Linked DNA regions of Danio rerio: regions 2 and 3 are each linked to region 1. Evidence: chromatin contacts called from public HiCAR-type data. All regions are on one chromosome and are shown on one strand. The core of a region is the stretch at or near the end of the contact, and the rest is flanking DNA. Distances in the headings are between cores, read along the strand shown.

The links. HiCAR-type assays count read pairs that join an accessible place to other places.
Region 2: a HiCAR-type map of caudal fin shows a contact between it and region 1, with 9 times the contacts expected there. The contact joins the promoter of LOC100534741 here to the promoter of cenpi in region 1. A contact is called at or near these places in 3 of 18 Hi-C or Micro-C datasets (caudal fin, skeletal muscle and an unstated tissue) and 2 of 4 datasets of contacts at active chromatin or transcription factors (caudal fin and embryo).
Region 3: a contact with region 1 is called in a HiCAR-type map of caudal fin, with 11 times the contacts expected there. The contact joins the promoter of taf7 here to the promoter of cenpi in region 1. A contact is called at or near these places in 4 of 18 Hi-C or Micro-C datasets (caudal fin, hematopoietic stem cells, skeletal muscle and 1 more) and 1 of 4 datasets of contacts at active chromatin or transcription factors (caudal fin).

The regions. Positions count from the first base shown.
Region 1 is chr14:45,878,453-45,881,289 of GRCz12tu, forward strand. cenpi (centromere protein I) reads right to left here and starts at 1,418. Exons shown (of 20, transcript NM_001386250.1): 1 at 878-1,418; 2 at 494-631. The coding sequence starts at 1,040. LOC141377588 (a long non-coding RNA gene) reads right to left here. Exons shown (of 2, transcript XR_012389962.1): 2 at 2,580-2,762.
Region 2 is chr14:45,471,514-45,474,389 of GRCz12tu, forward strand. LOC100534741 reads left to right here and starts at 1,354. Exons shown (of 8, transcript XM_009291223.5): 1 at 1,354-1,782. The coding sequence starts at 1,687. taf7 (TAF7 RNA polymerase II, TATA box binding protein (TBP)-associated factor) reads left to right here. Exons shown (of 13, transcript NM_173260.1): 13 at 908-1,156. The coding sequence ends at 952.
Region 3 is chr14:45,449,527-45,452,797 of GRCz12tu, forward strand. It overlaps taf7 (TAF7 RNA polymerase II, TATA box binding protein (TBP)-associated factor), which reads left to right and starts at 1,539. Exons shown (of 13, transcript NM_173260.1): 1 at 1,539-1,644; 2 at 1,985-2,018; 3 at 2,293-2,369. The coding sequence starts at 2,000. It overlaps trnae-uuc (transfer RNA glutamic acid (anticodon UUC)), which reads right to left and starts at 1,308; the gene lies at 1,237-1,308.

The DNA of each region.
Region 1 (2,837 bases), core at 168-2,667:
TACAGGCTAAACAAAATGAATACTTGTGGCTCCAGCAAATACATCGAGGTCTTCTTAAATTAAACGATTCGTCTGTGCAAGAGACTGAACATAATTACTATTAATACACAGCTTATGGGAAATTATTAGTGCTGAGTGCATTCACCACAGTCTGGAGTGCAAGCCTTCTGTCAGACTGATGCAAACATATGATTTAATATGGTTTGTTTACAATAGAGAAGAAGGACACATGTTGTTCCATCTAATTAAATGACACTTGTGAATATCCTGAATGGCAAAACCTACACAAAATGAATGCAAACAAGAACACCCAACATCTACTTTGGTATCTTGTCGTTTTTGGCCTGAACATGATGCCCAAATTTGCTACTTTCTATTCTACTTTGCTATTTTCAGATCAAAACAAATCTTTAATAACCTGAATCCTAGCAGAAACAAATACATCTAGTAAAGCCAACCATCCCCTGAATATATAAAGTTAAGTTAACGTTACCTGCATTGAGACTCAAGGCCAAATCCAGCAGCACTGTGATGACCTCAGGGGGAAGACCCTTACTGACAGCCACCGTCTCCACCACCAAAATACTCCTCTCCAGCTCATCATTGCCTCTGACTGTTGTGCCAGCTTTAACTAAAACATGCAAAAACACAAGCAGACACAACTTATAAGATTTAACGTTAACGCTACATGTGGATACAGCACATGATGAAGCGACCCCGTCAACACAAACAAAAGACCTAACACCACGAAGCCACTAACTAGTTTACTAAAAACAACTAATAGTTAACAAATAATGGGATATTTGACACAATATTGAATAGTTATGCTTTTAAAAAGACATGTAAAGTATTTCTGATGTGTTTTGGCAGCACTTACATTGAGACAGATACTTCGCCGCTGCAGTAAAGGGATCCGCCTCGCCTTTTTTCTTCTCTTTTTCTGCCAAACGCAAACTTCTGTTGCTCACGGAGGAGACGGACGACTCTGCTTCTCCGGACGGCTCGGAGACTAACCCCGTAAGGTTAGATAAACCAGCCATTTTGTGGCTACATAATATTATTTGTTGTCGTCTCTCGTTTTCGCTTCGGTCGCTAACTCGCTGCAACAACCCATTCAAACCAAACGCCAAATCTGCTGCGACCGTTTAGACATGCGCACTGGTTCACTTCCGGTACTGCTTCCTCCAGCTCTTGCTCAGGCGTCAAAAAAGAGGGAATTTTGAATTTTTCTAACATAAAACTATAATCAGTCAATACATATAAGCGTTACTGCATTTTATCACTGCATCTCCGTTCAGTTGCTTCTGTTTATAGCGCACTCATAAATATTTATGCAGGGCACTGATGACCGGATTAAGATGGCGGCTGCGTTGACGTATCGGAGCAACGGACCGAAGTGGACCATGGATGCGGCGTCTAGCTAGTTAATATATAATGTCTATTGAAATATTAACGTTATTAATTTGTAGTAGTTCATTTTTAATTTTACAATTAAAGTGATCATTTATATTTATTACCATGACTGTTGTAAATATGGATAAATAAATTTCACATTATTTAAAAATGCCATTTTACCCGACTTCACTTCAAAAAGCTTTAAATTATGCCTCGTTGAATGTCTGCATGACTTTTTGTTTATTATCCTGTTAGTTTGACTCGTTACTAGTTCACTATACGAATAACTGTCTCATTATTGTTAATTAAAATTTGATTGCGTTATCCTATTTATATCCATGAATTCCTATTTTATTAAATGTTGCAGTATGATCTTACTGAATAACGTAGTCAAACAAAAACATCACATTTTGTCACCCCAAAACATTACTCGTTTACCATAGATATTTACATTAGATGTCGACTACACTGTTGTTGTCTATTGGAAGGAATGCGTCAATAGAGCCGCCATTTTAGTACAGGGTATAGCGCTCCTTTGAAATGAACGCTCCTTTTAATTGAGCGCCATCTAGCGGTCACATGATCTAATGACTACATATTATGACAACTTGTTCAACTTCTTTTATAAATATATATAACTTGATGTTACTTTTTTTCTTACCACCACACTAGTCTTTTTCACAAGACAAAATTTTGTTGTTGGAAACTGTATTTTATATACTTAAATTTGACTTTTGCATGCTAAAAGTACTTGAGTAAGACATTTTACTTGATTTGGGTCATTAAAAAAACTCCCTATGATGTATGTAGCCTATACCTGCTGTAGTCAACCTTAATCCTACTGTAGGTTGCCATAAAAAAACACCCATTCTTGTCTTAGGACATTTTATTAAGCACATTTTAAAATAACAGTAAGTACATGACATGTTAAATATATAGTATAATTTGCTGGTTTTAATCATACAGAATAATATTAAATATAGTTATGAAACAACCATAACATAACCCTTATGTCTTAGGACATCATTGATTAACTTTTTATTACCTACACCAAATGTTGACTAATGAAGGTACATTTATAACAACCATTTATTTGTTAGACTACTGTGTTGCATACAAATGCATTCAACAGACTTACATGACAGTGCATTGCTGTAGAGGACAAATAAAACACGAGACAGGTGTTTAGAAAGAGTATAGTTTATTTAGTTTGACATGCAAACAAGACAAACTTTCAGAAAACAACCCGGAAACATTATAACGCGCGCGCTCGTGAATATAACCCACGGTTGTCTCAACTCAAAGACATCCAAAGCATCTCCACCCAACTGTTGTCTTCAATAGTCCTTCTTTGCTCAACAGCTTAGCTGAAAAACAAAGCAAAACATTACAACAGTCAGACTAAGAGCAAAGAGCTTAGAATCACCAAGAGGCGACACTCT
Region 2 (2,876 bases), core at 104-2,603, 410 kb before region 1:
CTCAAACTGAATGTATGTTAAAATGCAATACAGTGGTCCCTCGCTATAACGCAGTTCATCTTTAGCGGTCTCGCAGGTTTTTTTATGCAACTTGACATGCTTTTTTTCAGCACATTGTGTTCTGCGTCCTGATTGGCTGTAGATCATTGTCAATCAATCTCCTCCATGCTGTCTCTCCTGTACAGTACAGAATGCGTTCAGCTGGCGATTGACATAAATCTTTGATTGCTAGCAGCATGACTCTGAAGTGCTGTACTGGATGTTTGCAAGTTTTCTCTCCAACAAACCCCATAATGTCGACGAAACATTCTGCACAGTCAAAGACACCCACGGTAGCACCCAAAAGGCAGAGGAAAATGCTAACCATTGCACAAAAAGTTGGACCTCTGGACGTGCTAAAGGAAGGTAGAAGTTACGCAAGTGTTTAAACGAGAGAAAAGTGTATCTCTGAGAAAATGGTGTAGTGAGTGGTTTTAAACATCTATAATAATTGTAAAAAATTACAGCGGACTACTTCGCAGATTTCAGCTATTGCTGGCTATTTTTAGAACGTAACTCCCACGATTAATGAGGGACCACTGTATGTACATTTCAAACACAAATGCACGTATGAGACTACAACACATTTCTATTGAGCTTGATCTAACTTTCCATATGCAGTAGTGCTGAGTAAAAGAAGTAAACACGCATGCATGCTTTAACCAGTTGGTTGCTATCTATTATTATTGACCATAACCCTCGGCCAATGTCATTTTCTCCTGTCACTGTTTGTTTACACCTAAACTGACAAATGGTCTAATGGGGAAATAAAAGTAGCAATGTTGGAGGTGTTGTTGAACATATTGCACTTAGCCTTCAATTATACCCCTACTGCTAGCCATCCATCAATGCTATTCTGTTCCAACAGCTGGCTTCCCTTCAAGAGCAGCTGGACTCGCTGATCGAGAAGTGATGCTCACCATTACCAAGATTCAGCAATACAAGCACACTGACCAGAGGCGACTGCTGAATACATACACACATGTCTGACTTCTTGTATTAGCTGAATGTGAGTTGTCTAAATATGTGACTGACCATCTGGCCTCATCATACTGTGGATTGGAAGGATCAATCATGCATTCGTTCTTTCTTTTGACCTTGTTTTTAGTTACTTGTTCAAATAAATTCCCATTTGAAAAAAAGTTGTGTTGTTGGCGAGTTTCTGCTGTTCAGAAAGTCTGCAAATCTGTAAGCTTACTCCTATTACAGGGGTTAACAAACTGGAAAATCGTTCTGGAGAATTCTAGATCACTCTGTCCGCACTGAATTACACTAACAAACTCTCTGCGGGATTACTGAACTCCATTGCCTTCCAGAATGATCTCGACTGTCTCCGTACTCTGAGTTCCGCTCTCTGGTCACCCATCCCTTCACTTCTTACAGGGGATTATACTGAAGATTCAGAGGGGTTGAAGGATTAGCCAAGGCAGATTAAAGTGGCTATCCTCAACCTGGTAATCCAGCCATCTGTCAGAGAGCAGACAGGCAGCACCGGGCTACAGGGTGTGATTTTTATTATTATATTATTTTTTTCCTCTCTCCCTTAGCTTGCTAATTAACACACCCAAGGATCATCTCTCACAAGGCTACAGGACATTAGGACTGATTCAATAAATAAAAAAACACTCCTCGGAAAACAAGCAGAAAATGGAAGAGACTTATCTGCTAAACCATCCTGGAGTAAAAAAGAAGATTTTGCATGGAGGTCAAGGACCAATGCCGCATTTTCCCAATGGAACTAAGGTAAGAAGAGTATGTGGCTTTTGCTTCATGTCTAACCGTTTACTTTGATTAGTAATGGTTGTAGCCTGATTCCACTGATGATAAAATGGTTTTGTTATGCGATGAAACATTTGGTCCGTATTATTGCACAGAAGTTTGGCAACCTATCGTTTTGGGCAGCGGCAAAGGAACATCGTATCTGTGCCAGGTGACTTTCCCACCCCCTACTTGTCCAGCCATATGGCCCTCAGCCTGGAGAGGATGACAAACATTTTCCATGACAATGCCAACATTAATCTCTCCATTTACCAGCTGTGCTCTGTATTCCATCAATGTGTCGCCATTAATATACTTTAAAAAAACATCACATTTAAATGTCTTATAATGAAAACAAATTTGGGCCAGGAATGAAGCTATAGACCCATTTCAATGTGCTCATGTCATTGGCCTATGAACATTTCCTGCTTGTTATCAAACATCAACTTGCCGTCTTGACACACTCCCCACATCATTCTTCAAAACGGTGTTTAACCCTTAGAAATTGATCTCCTAAAAGTGGTAAATGCTTCACTTCTCTCAGCGTCTTTTCCAAACTCACTTAAAACTACAGTTGTTAAACCTCTCTTGAAAAAGAATAACCTGGATAACTCCCTATTGAGCAGTTACAGGCCAATTTCAAATATCCCTTTCATTGACAAAGTCACTGAAAAAAAAAATGTTAAGTTCTTAAGCTCTAAAGGATGTTTAGACAATTTTCAATCTGGTTTCAGACCACATCACAGTACAGAGAGCGCTCTTATAGAGATAATCAGTGACATACGCCTAAATAAGTATTCAGGCAAACTAACAGTGCTGGAATTGCTTGATCTCAGTTCTGCATTTGACACTGACGATCACAGCAAACATCTGGATAGGCTGGAAAACTGGTTTGGGCTGTCTGGGACAGTCCTCAAATGGTTCAGATCTTACCTTGAAGGGAGAGGTTACTATTTCATTATATATGGCCATAGGTTGAGGTGGTCACACATGGCATGTGAACCACAAGGTTAAATTCTGGCACCTCTCCTGTTTAACCTTTATATGCTTCCACTGAGCCAAATAATGAAATAAATAAA
Region 3 (3,271 bases), core at 289-2,788, 430 kb before region 1:
TTATTTTCTAAATTTCCAAAAGAAACACTTTTCATACCCTACTGTTTCTTACAAAAAATATTTACTAACTATAATAGTAATTTACTGTTAAACTTACTTTGTTTAGCTATAACTATAAACCATATCTTCTCAGAATTAAAGAAAAATATTGTTAATAATAAAACTCTTTAAAGCACTTTTCAAGCACTTTCCAGATGCATTTACAAACTTTTCAAGAACTTAACAAGTGTGGCAAATGACATATTTACATACATATACCGTATACTTCATAACATTATATTAGATGATAACCTATTTGTTGATGGCATGTGTGTTTGACCCAAGCCCAGCACTGAACTGCTGTCATTTACTCTCTTAAATATCATGTGCTTACATCGAATGTGTCATCTTTCAAAAATAAATATTTATTTATTTTATTTCAAGTATTGTTCACACATGAATCATTAATCCCCATGCACATTTCTTCTTCCACTGTTTTAGCAAAGGGCACAGATCAAAAAGTTAGGCTACCTAGTTGCAACATTTATTCATTCATTTTATTTTCGGCTTAGTCCCTTTATTAATCAGTGGACACCACAGAGGAATGAACCACAAACTTATCCAGCATATGATTTATGCAGCGCATCTATTTATCTATATTATGCATATCTTTAATAGGTTAAATAGGTTATCTTTAGCATGCTAATCATGTCAGCAACATGCTACAAAGCATGCAATCTTCATTCTTCCATCCACAGTATTAACAATCTAATATCTGTACCTAAACTAAAAAATTATTGCAAACATTTTTTTCTTTTGTTATTGTTAAGAGTACAGATACAGAAAATGTATAAACCCTATAACAAGTTACAACACAAAATAAACAACAGAACAAAGCAAATCAAAAAGAGAAACAAAAAGAATGACAGGGTTAATATAAATTACAAATAGACCATTTTAAAGTTCTCTCAAAGCATGGTCAGAGTGATGAATAAAAGGTCATATAGAACACAGCTGGATATTATAGAAGAGACAAAACTGTTGTAATCATAAAAGCTTTACCTCTACAGTACATTACGTTGGATATTCTCAACCCAATGTCTTTGTAAACATTTTCATGTAATCATATAACTGTGTGTGTGTGTGTGTGTGTGTGTGTGTGTGTGTATATATATATATATATGTATATATATATATATATAAAATCTTTTCTGAGAAGGTTGTCTCGGTTAAAACGTTTTAATCTAAAAACCTTACTTCCCATACCGGGAGTCGAACCCGGGCCGCCTGGGTGAAAACCAGGAATCCTAACCGCTAGACCATATGGGACGATACTTTACTACATGTTTTTTTGACTATTGATACATCAGCAGAAATCCTGGTCCCTTGTGTTGATTTCATATTTATCAAGCGTTTAGTAAAGCAATTACATAAGCGTCATATTTTCTGGGGGTTGTGTAAGCAGACTTTAGCATTTGTTAGAGTATTGGCGTGGTTTTATAAAAGTTAGCTGCTTCTACAAAACGGACATATCTATGCAAAACGGACAGCAGGTGGCAGTGCAGCGCTAAAATACGCCGAGCTTCCGCGAGACACTTCATAGAGGCACAGCTATGTTTATGTGCTCAATTTAGCTGTTCTCTGATAACAATCATATTATTTACTGTAAGTACTGGAATTAATGTTAGCATTACTATTATTACTACTGCGCTCTATATTGTTTCAAGAAGCGAATATTTATTAAACAATTACGTCAACGATATTCGTGTTATATATAATAAGGCTAATGTTAGCTTCGCATATGTAGCATTAGCCTGTAAGATTCTCACAGGATTTTGGTGAGTATGTTTATTAACAGCTTTGAATTGTGCTACATTATTAGTATTTTATCACTCGTAGATAAACACGTTTTTCTTAAATAATACTTTTATAATGTATTTAAACGCCTGTAGCCATTTATATGCGGCTGTATACATGTATTGTATTATATTCTATTTCTTTGCAGAACTAAGAGCCAAAGATGACCTCAAAAACAAAAGGTACAAATATGCACGCACTCCCTTTTCTATTGACATTGGGGTATTACTGTGGTATTACCATCGTTTGAACTCGTAAAACGGTAATAAGTACCATGTAATTACAACTACATGCAAGTACCGTGGTACATGGTCATGCTAATCATTTAGTACGTATGCTAACGTTATATTCCTAAGTGTATTTATTAACATTTAATACAAATTATTGGACTTTATCAGTTTATTTTATGAATAAATATCAACCAGTATGTAACATTTTAAGTTGTCTCTCTTACAGTGGGAAAGGTCGGCACTAAAAGCAAAGAAGATGCTCCTCATGAACTGGAGAGTCAGTTTATTTTGCGGCTTCCTCAGGTCAGTTTGTGTCCTATATTAGGAAAAAAAGTCACTGGACAAATGTACATACTTTAATTAAAAGTGTTTGAATACTTGTGTTCTTTATAGTGTTGTTTGTAGGCATGAGCCAGTAATAGTTTCTGATGGTATAATCTTGGATAAAAATATCACGGTTTGACCGTATGGTGATTACTGCTTTAAAATATATATATATATATTTTTTAATGTCTGGTAATAAAAACATTTTTACCTTTGAACATGATCTATTTTAAGCATTTAAAATATTTTTGGAACAGTAAACATGTCAGGCTAAGTAATTAAATTCTGCTGTCTTAATTAGTTTTAAGAACATGAAGTAACACAGATCTCTTTACAATTTAAAACAGCATCTTTGGATATCTTTTCTGTTGGAGATACTGTTGTCCTAAAAAACGAACAAAAAAAATCTTACATATACCATAGGAATGGAATAGGTTGTTTTCACATGACGTCATTGATCACGCGCAAGACTCAGATGGAGGGCAGAAAGTGATTCTTCTACACAAGAATCGGTATCAGAACATCAAATGTTTCTGTTTTATGTTGTTTATGATTCTTAAAATCAGCCAAAATAAGAAATGCAGAACCGCTTTTATAGAACTCCAAACTGGCTGAAAAACAGAAGAAAAGGTAACATAAACATTTGTTCAAGACATCTATGTGTACAAACTAATTGAACGCGATAATTTGCTTGACAGCACTAATAAAGATGCTATACAGGCCTAGCTATGTGTATAAATATGTTAGTGTTTTATATAAAAATCATGTACAAACAACACCAAAATTATACAAAGTCCAGGAGATTATAAATAACATTCCCTGCCATGTAATCACTGCAATAAAATCTCCGTCTTTACTGGTGTTTAGGTGGAATAAACAGC